Regions from separate parts of the Sus scrofa genome. Here region 1 is linked to region 2. Evidence: chromatin contacts called from public HiChIP or PLAC-seq data. All regions are on one chromosome and are shown on one strand. Each heading gives the region's core, a stretch centred on a gene start, on an enhancer-like site or on the middle of the called end of the contact. The rest is flanking DNA. Distances are from core to core; before and after follow the strand shown. Region 1 holds the start of SMIM22 (small integral membrane protein 22). Region 2 holds the start of GLYR1 (putative oxidoreductase GLYR1).

Region 1 (6,340 bases), core at 1,822-4,321, 46 kb after region 2:
TCACCACCCCGGCCACCCTCACTCTGCCTGAGATCGCTGCCAGCGGCCTCACGGTCAGTGCCTAAGGCCCGTGCCTGCTCCCAGAGAGTTGGTCCCCACAGAGGGCCCTGCTTGCCCGTGGGAGGGACACGGGTGCCAAGGGAAGCCCCAAGTTGCCGGCACAGTTCTGTGTCTGCACAGTTTTCTGGGGTGGGGTCCGGTCCTTGGCTTCCATTCTGCATCCCCCTGATATGCCTCCCCGTCTGGGTCAGTGCTTCCCCAGCCCAGTGGTGCAGGAAGCCACCGGGGGCACCTGGGAAGAGTCTGGAAGCCCCTGGGCTGGGGCTGGGCTTCCCCTAGGGGGTTGGGGGGTGGCCTGCCTGGCCCTCATCCCACCTGCCTGCCCTCCCGCAGCGGATGTTCGCCCCCGCCCTGCCCTCAGACCTGCTGGTCAATTTCTACATCAACCTCAACAAGCTCTGCCTCACCGTGTACCAGCTGCACGCCCTGCAGCCCAACTCCACCAAGGTGAGCACCCCCCCGCCACCCACTGCCCTGCCTGCCCTCAGCCCCACAGCCCTGCAGCCCCCTCAGCCCCGGGCCTGACCTGTGTGATGCTCTTTGCCTAGAACTTCCGCCCGGCTGGAGGCGCTGTGCTCCACAGCCCCGGGGCCATGTTGTAAGTATGCCCCTGGGGGAGGTCCCTGGGCACCCTCGCCACCCCAACCCTCTGCACCTGAGGGGATGGGGTCCAGGCTGGCTGGACCACCCTCGAGGACCCTCCCCCCTCCCCCCAGTGAGTGGGGCGCACAGCGTCTGGAGGTGAGCCACGTGCACAAGGTGGAGTGTGTGATCCCCTGGCTCAATGACGCCCTGGTCTTCTTCACCGTCTCCCTGCAGCTCTGCCAGCAGCTCAAGGACAAGGTGGGGACAGGGATGGGGTTGGGGGGGATGTGCAAGTGGCTCCTGGGCTGGGCCTCCCTCAGGTTAGGCCAGCCAAACGACAGGCCTCCTGTCACACCACCACAGTACCCCCTAATCTTAAGATCTGTTATACCCTCCACACACGCCAGACAAATGGGCCGTGGTGTGGCTGGGCCCTTGACACATGGCCCCGAGTTGACCTTCAGATCCCGCCAGGGTCACAGAGGGTGCGGTGGTGTCCAGACCCCCAGCCCCACCACCCAGCATGCGCCCCGCTTTCTCCCTCCACAGATCTCCGTGTTCTCCAGCTACTGGAGCTACAGGCCCTTCTGAGCGGAGCGCCCAAGACCCGGGCCCCTGGGCATGGCCCCCCGCCCAGGGGCCCCTGTCCCCCCACCGCCTCAGAGTGCCAGCCAGAGCCAGAGCTGTGCACCATGGGCTATTTATTTCCCTCTTCACCCTGTCCTGCCTGTCACGTCTGCATGGATGGACCTGAACTCTGGGACGAAGGGATAGTGGCTTGCGGTTTGTTTTGGAATGGGGGGGGAGGGGTCAGGAAGGTGGGGCTGTGAGGTGGCCGAAGTCCCAGCCCTGCCCTCCGCAGAAGGCTGGAACCTTTGGACTCAGGGTAGGGCTGGCCCTCCTCCCTCCCTCCCCTCCCTGGGGCAGCTGAGGACGTTGAGGGGAGCCACACACGCCCCGCCCCTGGAGGGCGTGGCATGGGTGGTGGCCCTAGGCTCTGTGTCAGGAGAGGGGGACAGAAGGCGCCCACCATGAGCTGTGATGCCCTTATCTGTGTTCACTCCATGACCCTGCTGGGGCCTCTGAGGAATAAAGATCATCTGACTTTGCCTGGAGCCCTCGTGTCTGTCTGAGTGGGGACCTGGCCAGGGCTTCGTGATGGCCAGGAGCTGGCAGAGTACCCAGGGACTGCGGACTGAGCCCCTGGCCTCCCAGGTGCCAAGGGGCCAAGTGGGATGGTCACAGACAGTCACTGAGTGGCTACAGCAGGTCACCTAAGGTCTCCTGGGGACAGTCATTCCAGCTGAAGGCTGAGACCTGGGGGCATCTAGAAGAAGGGGGAGGGGGGGGCTGCCCTGTCCGTCCATCCCCCCACACACACAAGAGGCTCAGAACTCGCTCCAGACTCCGGCTTTGGCTGAACGAGGCATGGTTCTTGCTGTCCGGCAGACAAAGACGAGGGGCAGGGCTCTCCGGCTAAGGTTCCAGGGCCAAGTTATCAACCCCCCAGGAGCGTTCCTGAAAGAGACGCAAGGGACAGTGGCTTCCCTCCTCCGCCCCCTGGCCCCTCTGCCCTAGAGCCGTGTCCTGGTGCCAGCCGGGCCCTGGTGCTGGGGGCTCACCTTCTGAGGCCTGGAGGAGTGGCGGTCACAGCAGCTGCAGCAGCAGCAGTGGATGAAGACGAGCAGCAGCAGGAGCAGCACGACGCCTGTAGGTGGGACAAGACTGCGTCCAGTTCGGACCCTGGGCCGGGAGGCTGACCCAGCCCGACACCCATCCACACGCACCGAGGAAGATGAGGAAGATGACGAAGGCCCCGGTGTCCCACTGGGACTGGAACAGCTGGTGGCTCCTCAGCTTCCCCAGCACTTGCTGGCCTGTGGCGCTCAGCTCCTGCTCCAGGCCCGCCCTTGACAAAGCCATCTCAGCCGGACGGTCCTGGGTGCCACCTGCCCAGCCCCCCAGTGGGCCGCCTCAGAACCCTGGGCTCCTCTGGGACTGCCGAGTCCAGGCCTCCGACAGTCCAGCCCAGGCCCTGCCTCTCTTCTCGTCTCAACGACCCTGACCCTGGCCCGGGCAGCCCGTTCCCCCCACCAGCCCCAGCCCTGAGCCCCCACCTGCCTTGGAGCTTCCCGGCCAGGCAAGTCCCTGGTCCTGGGAGCAAAGACGACTTCCTGCTTCCGGATCCGCACCTCCTGAGGCCTTGGCAACCAGCCCCACCCCACCACTCCCCCGGGGGCTGCTGGAGCCAGGCGAGGGCGGGGCTGGGCCAGCCCCGCAGGTGTGTTTCCTGCCTCCCAACCTTGACAGGTGCTGGGGGACCCAGGGAGAAGCCTCTTCACTCGGGAGAGCTCTCGCTTTTTCTCAGCAGACCAGACACGTAGCCTGGAACACAGTGGGCACTGAGCCGCCCTTGACTTGGCGAATGAAGAAAAGACAGGATGGTGGGAGGTTGGTGGGAGAGAGGGAGGCAGGTGAAAAAGAAGAGAGGAGGGGAGGGGGAAGCTGTGTCCTGTCCGCCGCCCTTGCCTGGGTCCCCTTCCCTGTTCCTGTCCTCGCAGTGACCCTTGTGAGGCGATGGTTGTGGTCCCTCAAATGAGCTCTCCCCCCAGAACGCTGAGCTGATGACAACACCATCTGGAGGCCACTGTCACGCCCCCCTTCTCTCAGAGCAGAGGCCAAGACTTCTCGGCGCTTGGGACTGGCTGTAAACAGGTGGACTCAGCTTCCTGTGCTTGTGGGGCTCATGGTCTAGCTGGGAAAATGTGGGCTAATGTGAAGCTCCATTGCCTACACGGTACAGGCACCCCCTTTCTTTACTGCACTTTGAGATGTTGTGGTGTTGTCCTTTTTTTAATTTATGTATGTATTTATTTATTTATTTTGCTCTTTTAGGGCTGCACCTGAGGCATGTGGAGGTTCCCAGGCTAGGGGTCTAATCAGAGCTCCAGCTTCCCACCTACACCATAGCCACAGCAACGCCGGATCCTTAACCCACTGAGCCAGGCCAGGGATGGAACCCGCAACCTCATGGTTCCTAGTCGGATTTGTTTCCACTGCATCACGACGGGAACGCCGAGATGTTGCATTTTTTGGCAAATTGAAAGTTTGAGACAACCCTATGTTGAGCCACGTCTATCAGCACCATTTTCCAACAGCATTTGGAAGCTTTTTCCTTGTTCTTATATTTGTTTGGCAGTCTGTGATCTTTGCTGTTGTTATTGTAATCATTTTAGCATTTTTCAGAAAAGTGTTTTTAAGTTAATACGTTGTGGTTGGTTGTTTTTTTTTTTTTTTTTTTTTTTTGACGATGCCCTTGTACACTTAATAGACGATAGTCGGTGTAAACAGAATTTTTATATGCACTGGAAAACTAAAGAAATCTGTGGGACTCACTTTATTGCAATGTGCGGCTTATTGTGGTGGTCTGTCTGGAACAGAACCCACAGTATCGCTGAAGGATACCCATACATTCGTTACCTAATTTAGTCCTCACCACGATGCAAAAGTGGTATTATTGCTATTGCCATTTTACAGATGTGAAAATTGAGGCCTAGCTCAAGTCACACATCTGTTTTTTGTTTGTTTTTTGGCTTTTTAGGGCTGCACCTGTGGCATATGGAGGTTCCCAGGCTAGGGGCGGAATCAGAGCTGTAGCCACTGGCCTACACCACAGCCACAACTCAGGATTGGAGCCATGTCTGCGACCTACACCACAGCTCATGGCAACGCCAGATCCTTAACCCGCTGAGCGAGGCCAGGCCTTGAAACTGCATCCTCATGGATTCGTTTCTGCTGAGCCATGATGGGCGAAATAAATAGTGTCTTGAAGGAATGCAAGTTTATTAGCTTCAGAGTTCTGGAGGTCAGAGTCTTAAAGGGTGGGCAGGGCCACATTCCTCGCCAAGGTCCCAGGGGAGAATCCCTTCCTGGGCGTTTCCAGCTCCAGAGGCCACCCACCCACCTCCCTTGTTTCCCGCCCCACCTGCCTCCCCTTCACCCTCACACCTTCTCTGCATCTGTCCTCAAGCCCCCCTGTCAGAAGGACCCCGGTGATTACACTGGCCCGCAGGATAATCTCCCCATCAGAATCCTTAATCACATCTGCAGAGTCCCTTTTGCCCCATAAGGTAACATCCTCACAGGTCCCAGGGACTCAGATGGGAACATCTTTGGGCACCATCATTCTGCCAACCACCCGTGTGCGCAGAGAAATCAGAACTGAATCCCAGAGCCCTGAACCACCATGGTACAGCACCGCCTACGCTGGATCCCCATCCTACGCCCTCCATCCCCGCCAGCCCATTCTGAGACCTCTGACTCCCACTGCCAAGGGGGGGGGCAGCCACGGTGGGGGAGTCTGGCAGGTCCTTAAAAAGTTATGCATAATGTTATCGTAGGACCCATCAATTCCGCTCTTAGATATATGTACCCAAGAGATTTAAAACATGTCCACATAGGGAGTTCATAGTGCAGCAGAAACAAAGCCGACTAGGAACCATGAGGTTGCAGGTTTGATCCCTGGCCTCGCTTAGTGGGTCGAGGATCCAGCGTTGGTGGCGGTGTAGGTTACAGACACGGCTTGATCCCTTGTTACTATGGCTGTCGTGTAGGCCAGCAGCTATAACTCTGGATCCCTAGCCTGGGAACCTCCATGTGTCTCAGGTGCAGCCCTAAAAAACAAAGAAAAATGTCCACACAGAAACCTATATACAAATGTTCCCAGCAGCATTTTTCATAATAGCCAAAAAATGGAAACATCCCAAAATATCCATCAACTGACGAATGAAGAAATACCACATCATCTCCCCATGTGACTGAATATTACTCAGCCATGAAAAAGGGATGAAGCTCTGACACAGGCTATAATGTGGATGAACCTTGAACACATGCTCAGTGGAAGAAGCCAGACACAAAAGGTGATGTGGTATGTGATTCCATTTATTTGAAATGTTCAGAAGAAGTAAGTCCATAGAGACAGGAAGTAGTCAGTGTTTGCCAAGGCTGGGGGCAGGGGGAATGAGGAGGGGGTGCCTGGGGGTGGTGGAATTTCCATTTGGGGCAGCGAACATGTCAGGAAACTAAAAGAGGTGGTGGTTTTGCAACACTGCGAATATACTAAACGCCACTGATCTGCTCCCTTTAAATTCACTTTATGTTGTGTGAATTTATTACAATTAAAAAAAAAAAAAAAAGCCGGGAGGGAGGTTGCCAGCAGTGGCCTCTACCCGCCACTTGGCCTGGCCAGGTGGGCAGGAGACCCTCAGCCCCTCCTCTCCCTGCCGACCCTCAGTCTTCTGTCCACTGTTTCTTATCATCTTCAGTGACAAAAACCACACATGGAGCCCCCAGACCCAAGCAGAGCAGTGATGGGGGGAGGTCATGGCAGGACACGTGTCAGGCAGGTCAGACCCCAGCCTGCGGTCCTGCTCCCAGCCCTTGACACCCACCAGTGTGTGACCAGGGCCCGGCCCCTGACCCCTCTGCTCAGTTCCCCCATCTGTGAAGAGGGTGTGTGGAGTCCCCGGCCTCGGGCGGCTCTGAGGGTTGAATGACACAGGCTCCCGTGGCACTGTGAGTGCACTGGAGGGTGGGGCTTACTCTCACCCAACCTATGGGTGCAAGGGAGTCTCTCTGGTCCTTTTTCTTTGGGGGGGGGCAACACCCGAGGCATATAGAGGTTCCCAGGCTAGAA
Region 2 (6,641 bases), core at 1,107-3,606:
TTGTTTCCGCTGTGCCATGACGGGAACTCCAGAATTTAATTTTTAAAAAGAGTTCACTGGGGGTATTCAATTTGTTAAACTGGTGCCTTAATTGAAAATTTGTCAAAAATCAAATATATTTTTACATAAGCATTTTTAGATCTGTAAAAATAAAATTGTCAACAAAGATTAAAAGGCTTTTAAAAGCTAAGCACTTAAGATACTCAATTTTTTTTTCTTTTAAAATGGCTGCACTCATGGCATATGGAAGCTCCCAGGCTAGGGAATGAATCTGAGCCACAGCTGTGATCTATGCCACATATGCAGCAACTAGGGATTCTTCAACCCACTGCATCTGGCCTCTGAAGCAACCAGAGCGGCTGCAGTCGGAGTCTTAATCCACTGCACCAGAGTAGGAACTCCTGGATACTCAATTGCAATGAGCTGAGCATTTTAATGAGTTGAACATTATTCTAAATAAAAGCACAGTATTCTACAAACAAAACCACCCCTCTTAAAAAACCTCAACAGATGCTAACCCCAAAATAACAACTTCGTTCTGTACCTCAGGTTATACTCAGGAGTATTTTTTTGTTGTTACATACCCTCTTAATATTTTCAAACTGATTATTGGTAAAAATGTAGAAAAACTAACTGAATTTTGCATGCTGACTTTGTAATTAGTCTCTTCAATGAACTCTTACTTAATGGATTTCCCTTGCACTTTTCAAAATAGGCTGTCGAGTAACATTCACAGAAGAAAAATTTTGTCTCCTACTTTCCGAAAAAATACGTTTTATTTTTGTTTCATGTCTTGTTGCATTGGCTAGAACTGCCAGAATGTTAGACAATATATTCTTTGCCATGTTCCTGACTGTAATGGGAATGTCTCTAGGTCCAATGTGATGTTGATTTAAGATCTGTGTATTTTATGAAGTCATTAACGTACCCTTCGATTCCTCAAAAATTAAGTTAGGAAGGTGTGTTGAATTTTAGTGTTCCCTCTTGGAAACTTAAATACGCTTTAAATCATAGATTTGTATTTAAAACAACACAAAATAGTTACCAGTAAATGACACTTCCTGAAACTAGCTGATGGTACTTCAGCGAAACTGAATTCCAAAGAGAAACCAGGCTTCGGACAAGTCAGTTCGCTAAAAACTTCCCGTTTACACCCAGTCTCTGTATAACACGACACCTATGAGAGATGCCCGTGGACCTGCCACTCTTTCATGCAGGCGGTGACTCAAGAAAAGTCCCGGGTAAGTTAACACTTGACTTAGACTCCCTGGGTTCTCAAACTGAGATTGGAACCTTTTTAAAATGTTTTACATTCTATCTGCGATGGTGATATTTAGGCAGACGCTGTGCTAAACTGCTTGTTATTCAAGATTCCCCATTCAATGGTTTAGTTTGAACATACTGAAACTACGCTTAGCGTCTGCCTTCCTGTTGTCAAAACAGCCTGTTTCCAACTTCCCTAAAAGTGTCAAACCACAACAAAGCTTACGTGAGAGCCCAGTTCCCACAAAGACACGTACCTTTGTCCCCGGCGCGACGCAGGCTACGGCCCCGCGGGCCGCACTCGTTCCCCCGTGGCCGTCCTCATGCCGGCCCGGGAGCCCGGGCTGCCGCGCTGCTAGCGGCCGGCCACCGAGCCATGCCTCCCGGCGGTCGGCCGGCCCGCGCCACGGCCCATGGCCCGGTCCCCGCGCGCCCGGGGGGCCTCGCCGGCCGTGCCGACGCGCCGGCCCAGGAGGAAGCAGAGAGACGCCGGCTCCACGTCGGCCGGGCAACTTGGGACTTCGGGACGGGCAGCACTGCGCCCCAGGAGAACGTGCGACGCGGACGCAGGATCGGAGCCTCTCCCTGGACGCCGGCCGTTAGAAAGAGCGCTCCAAAGGACCTGTCCACCCTCCGAAGGACCTGTCCGCCCTCCGGGCGCGGCCGCGAAGAGCCCGTCGGGCGCGAGGCCCCGGGCGCGGGCGGAGGCTGGCTTCCAGGCCGCGCCGAAGTCCGTCAGGGCAGCTGCCGGCTCGGAGACGCGGGCGGCCCCGGGCCCGCGCAGGACTAACGGCCGTAACGGAAGCGCCGAGGGGGAGGGGCTGAAGGCCAGGGCCCTGGGGCGGAGCGGGCCGCAGGACCTGCTCCCTAGCTCGGGGACTCGCTCGCTCCGCCGGCCGCACCGTCGCCGCCGCCTCAGACCGCTGCGCTACGTTGTCACGAGCCGGAGGGAGGGGGAAGAAGCCGGGAGTCTCCGGGCTCCGGCGCGCGGAGACCGCGGCGCCCGGGTCACGTGCCGCTAGGCCGGCCTATGAGCCTGGGCGGGCGCGGTGACGTCAGAGCAGCGGCGTGTCCGGTTACGGTCAGCCCCCGTCACGTGACCGGGCTCACTCCAATGGGCGGCACCGGGACGACCTGATGTTCCCGGCTGCCCGTGCGCCGGCGGTGGTTGGGTGGTAAGATGGCGACTGTGAGTCTGCGGCTCGGCGATTTGGTGTGGTGAGTCCAGGCGGCCCGGGCCGAGTGATGTGCGCTGGGGAGTTGCCTCCCTGTGCGTGGGGTTCGCAGCCCGCCCCGGGGCTGCCTTTCTCTTCGCTTCAGGTGGCGGAGAGTGGGCGAGGCGGGGTGCGGGCGCTGGGAGCGACGCCGGGCGGAAGGGGCAGCCTGGCCCGGGGGGACTGAGGCCGAGGGTGGCCGCGGCGGACCCGGCTTTGAGCTGTGGAGAGGGCTGCGCACAGGACCCGGACTCCAGCGGCCACCGTTTGGGGAGTGCCCAGCGCCGCGCGGCTCCCGCGGACGCCCGGTCCTCGCCTCGGGGTCTGGTTGGGGCTCCCGGGAAAGCGGGAGAGCCGGGGAGCCTGCGGAGCCATCGCGTCCCAGCCTGCCCGTCGAAACCCGCCTTGCGATGGCACCGACCGGTGCGGGCGGCTCAGCCGGGAGTGTCGAAACCGGGCTGCTGGCACTGTCCTGTGAAGAAACGGAGTGGGGACTTCTCCTTTACAACTGGAGGTTTGGCAGGGACCAGTTTCTCCTTGGGTGCTTCCCCTGGTCTGCTTCTGTGTCCCAGACAACCGCCCGAACCAAGACTTACTGTCGCCGCCTCCCTCCAGCTGAGCTGCGTAGCTCATTTCTCAGTCTAGAGGAAGGATTTCCATTAGCATTTGTCAAAGCCGGGTTGGGGGATGAAACCAGACTTTGTAAGGGGAAGTCTGTGTTTACACAGCAGACCGTCCCGCCACCCTCGTCACGTCCCGGGGAGGTTCTGGACAAACGACTCTTGGTAGTTTTGTTTTTCTGTATCCCTTGTCACCGGAAGAATGCACACAAGTTTACAGTTTTGCATTGCATTTCTGAGGGGTTTGGGCCTCTTGGGCCCAGCTGTGGATGCCACAATAAGAACTTCTGGTTCCCAGCTTTTTCTATTCTGGCACTTGAGCGTCGAAGGGGAGATTTAGGAAAATAAATTGCATGTTGAGTGGGTTGAAGGAGACGGACTGGCCTTTCCAGGGCAAATGCTGACTCTTTGTGTTTTCTCTAGGGGGAAACTCGGCCGGTATCCTCCTTGGCCGGGAAAGGTGAGTGACTGGCGGACATCTGAAGTTGAGTTTGAGGAGGTGGAGAGTATAAGATGCAGTCCCTTGAATTCCTAACATTGAGTTTAACTGGGCCTATTTAAATAACATTGGAGAATTTTTTTTTCCTCCACTGTCAGTTTTTTTAGAAAAGGCAGTGTAATTTAAACCACGTCATTAAATCTACAGTATGTTATTGTTTCTTGAATCAGAGGTGGTTTGTGGAAAAGTCTTTTCATCCTGAAAATCCTTTCTAACTTGAATTTAGCTTTGCACATAAATCTAATAAATGGAGAAGAAAACAAATTTTCCAGTAAGAAAAATCTAAATGTAGGCTAGTGAAAAGTCAAAGTATTTTTGTCCCACTGAGTTTAAATCTTCTTTGCATTTTACCATATGTGCTGCTCCAGTGCATTGCAGAAGCTGGCATTCCACGTTTTGCACGAAGTGATCCTTCATAGCTTTCCAACCGATCTGTTTTTATATTCTTGTTTGGAGCCTAGGAAATGTCTTCAGACTCTTTGCAGTATGGCATTTTCAGTGTCTCGGTGTTGTCACTGTTACTTCATTGTCACTGTTGACCTGTCTGAACTCTTCCTGCACAGAGGTATTTTTAAGAGTGTTTTCTGCGTTTCTTCCATAATGACAGGGTCACATTACAGGAGGTAATGATGTTGGTCTGCTTTTAAAACAGGGCCGTTTTAGTAAAAGGGATATTGTATCTACTGAACACTGTGTTACATGACAGACACAGGGAACTTCTAGAATATTTGCACATTTCCACGTCTCAGTAGAAGAGTGCCAGATTTGGACATAAAATAGGCCCTGTGTTTGGTTTTGTTTTTTTAAGATGTATTTCTTTTGTGTTTTGTTTTTTCTTTCCCTTACCAACTTATAACTGTGGGGAAAAAAATTTGTTTTTCCCCCTTTTATTCCCTAGATTGTTAACCCACCCAAGGACTTAAAGAAACCACGTGGAAAGAAATGCTTCTTTGTAAAGTTTTTTGGAACAGAAGATCAGTGAGTAGTGCTCACCAAGAATTTCGCTTTCCCTTTGCTGTTTGGGCTTTGCCCCAGGTTGAAGCTGGTTGATTCTCGGGATCCTTGTTTAGTCTCATTGTAGTCCACAGAATGGCCATCATTCTGGCTTCATACCTAAATAAAAGGTGCTGTTCTTATCCCCGAGAAATTCTCTTGAGCAGCTATCCTGAGGCCGGTAACAATGGCAGTCAGGTGGGAAGTAGGGTTTGCCACCTTTTAAATATGATAATCTCATTGAGATCATTTCTCACGCTTGTTTTACCCGAACTCGGAACTCCACAGACAGTTCCATTATGAGGGTGTTTGGTTCTTTTTTAATGGCTGATTATCATTGTGGTTTAGGCATAAGGTAATGAATTATAATTATAAAAGTAATTGTTTGGTCTTGTTTTCGTGAAACTAGATGACTTGATTTAGCATTCTAACAGTAAAGCTTTTTAATCAGATTTGTCTCATATTTGAAATCAGAAGTATTGATTTGAGATTCTTTGATAGGCCATATAAGAAATCACTGTGGGGGTTCCCGGTTGTGGCTCAGTGGAAAATCTGACTAGCATCCATGAGGATGCAGGTTCCATCCCTGGCCTTGCTCATTGCGTTAAGGATCCGGCATTGCTGTGAGCTGTGGTGTAGGTCGAAGACAGTGGCTGGGATCCGGTGTGGCAGTGATGTGGGCCAGCAGCTACAGCTCCGATTTGACCCCTAGCCCGGGAACCTCTATATGCCGTGGGGACGGCCCTAAAAAGACAAAAAGAAAAAAAGAAAGAAATCACTGTGAAGGGAAGAAAATGTAATTGAGTTTCCAGTGATTTGTTTAGCTCTCATCTTAATTCCGTCAAGCTGATTACCTAGATGGTTTGATTTCTTTAAGTAGTTAGTTTTCTATTTATGGGTTTTTTTTTCTTCTTTTTAGGGCCATACCATGGTGCATGGAAGTTCCCAGGCTAGAGGTTCAGTAGGAGATACAGCTGCTGGCCACAGCTACAGCAGCGTGGGATCTGAACCTTGTCTGTGACCTACACCACAACTCACGGCAACACTGGATCCTTCACCCACTGAGTGAGGGCAGGGAAGCATCCTCATGGATCCTAGTCTGATTCATTTCTTCTGCTCCACAAGGGAACTCCTGTTTCTGTTTATGATTTTTATAGGAAAATGTTGTTTTGGGTTTGAAAAATATCTGTGGCTTTTCTGATAAATCCAACACTGATGGTTAAAATACACATTCTAGAAAGCGATATATAACATTCTGTGGGAAAATCTCTTACGGTCTTCTTTGCTGGCAAGTTTATGCATCAGAGGGCTCATCCTATTTAGAGTTTGCATGGCATGTCCCTTCAGCATGTACGTACACCAACATACGCAGCCCCAGTTCTTGTCACAAACCAATTTAGCTGCATTTTGGTGGCAATATTTCAAGGGAGTCGCTGGCCTGGAGCTGGGAGAGCCAGAAACAGTCTAGAAGAGAGAAGGTTCTGGCAATGCTATGGATTTCACAGGAAGATTGCCTGGATGCATAAAACAAATACTAATTTTGCAACCACACTGCGCATTGCTCGGCATAGAAGGGAGCTTCCAGAAAAGCAAATGTCATGGTCCTCATCTTCTAGGAACTCAAGGGGCAAGACATAAACCTTCCAGCTGGGATTGAGTGCAGAATGAGTGATGCATGGAATAAAGGCTTCTAGAATGAGAGATGAGTGGAGAACAGCTAGGTCAGAGAAGGCCGATGGAAGAGATGGGATTTGCATCAGACTAGAGGATGGATAGAGTTTGGATAGGCAGGAGTAGTAAGGGCTTTCCAGGCAGTGGGGCCACTGTGAGCTGCTGGCAGTTCAGTTGCGTGTGTGGACAGAGCGCCTTCCTGCCTGAGGTAAAGAACTTGTGCTTGGGGTGAACAGAGGCGACATAGTCAGCCTGGCTTGGGGGGCCAAAGTCTGAAACACAAAGGAGAACCCACAGAAAGCAGGCAGTTAGGTTACAGGAGGCTGGAAAGCCGTGATGTCTTCATGATAATTTTTTAAATGCTGGAAGGCTAGAGGGATA

What was found. HiChIP or PLAC-seq counts read pairs in DNA pulled down with a chosen protein or histone mark.
Region 1: an H3K27ac HiChIP or PLAC-seq map of alveolar macrophages shows a contact between it and region 2. The contact joins the promoter of SMIM22 here to the promoter of GLYR1 in region 2. A contact is called at or near these places in 5 of 47 Hi-C or Micro-C datasets (embryonic fibroblasts, epiblast stem cells, fetal skeletal muscle and 1 more) and 2 of 2 datasets of contacts at active chromatin or transcription factors (alveolar macrophages and skeletal muscle).

The regions. Positions count from the first base shown.
Region 1 is chr3:37,598,245-37,604,584 of Sscrofa11.1, forward strand. SMIM22 (small integral membrane protein 22) reads right to left here and starts at 3,072. Exons shown (of 4, transcript XM_013995680.2): 1 at 2,767-3,072; 2 at 2,433-2,594; 3 at 2,268-2,353; 4 at 1,330-2,163. The coding sequence starts at 2,568. The coding sequence ends at 2,122. It overlaps ROGDI (protein rogdi homolog), which reads left to right. Exons shown (of 11, transcript XM_021086663.1): 7 at 1-53; 8 at 394-507; 9 at 609-658; 10 at 777-903; 11 at 1,195-1,760. The coding sequence ends at 1,236.
Region 2 is chr3:37,553,001-37,559,641 of Sscrofa11.1, forward strand. GLYR1 (putative oxidoreductase GLYR1) reads left to right here and starts at 2,357. Exons shown (of 16, transcript XM_013995678.2): 1 at 2,357-2,481; 2 at 3,521-3,557; 3 at 4,495-4,574. The coding sequence starts at 2,444. UBN1 (ubinuclein-1) reads right to left here and starts at 2,255. Exons shown (of 17, transcript XM_021086662.1): 1 at 1,521-2,255.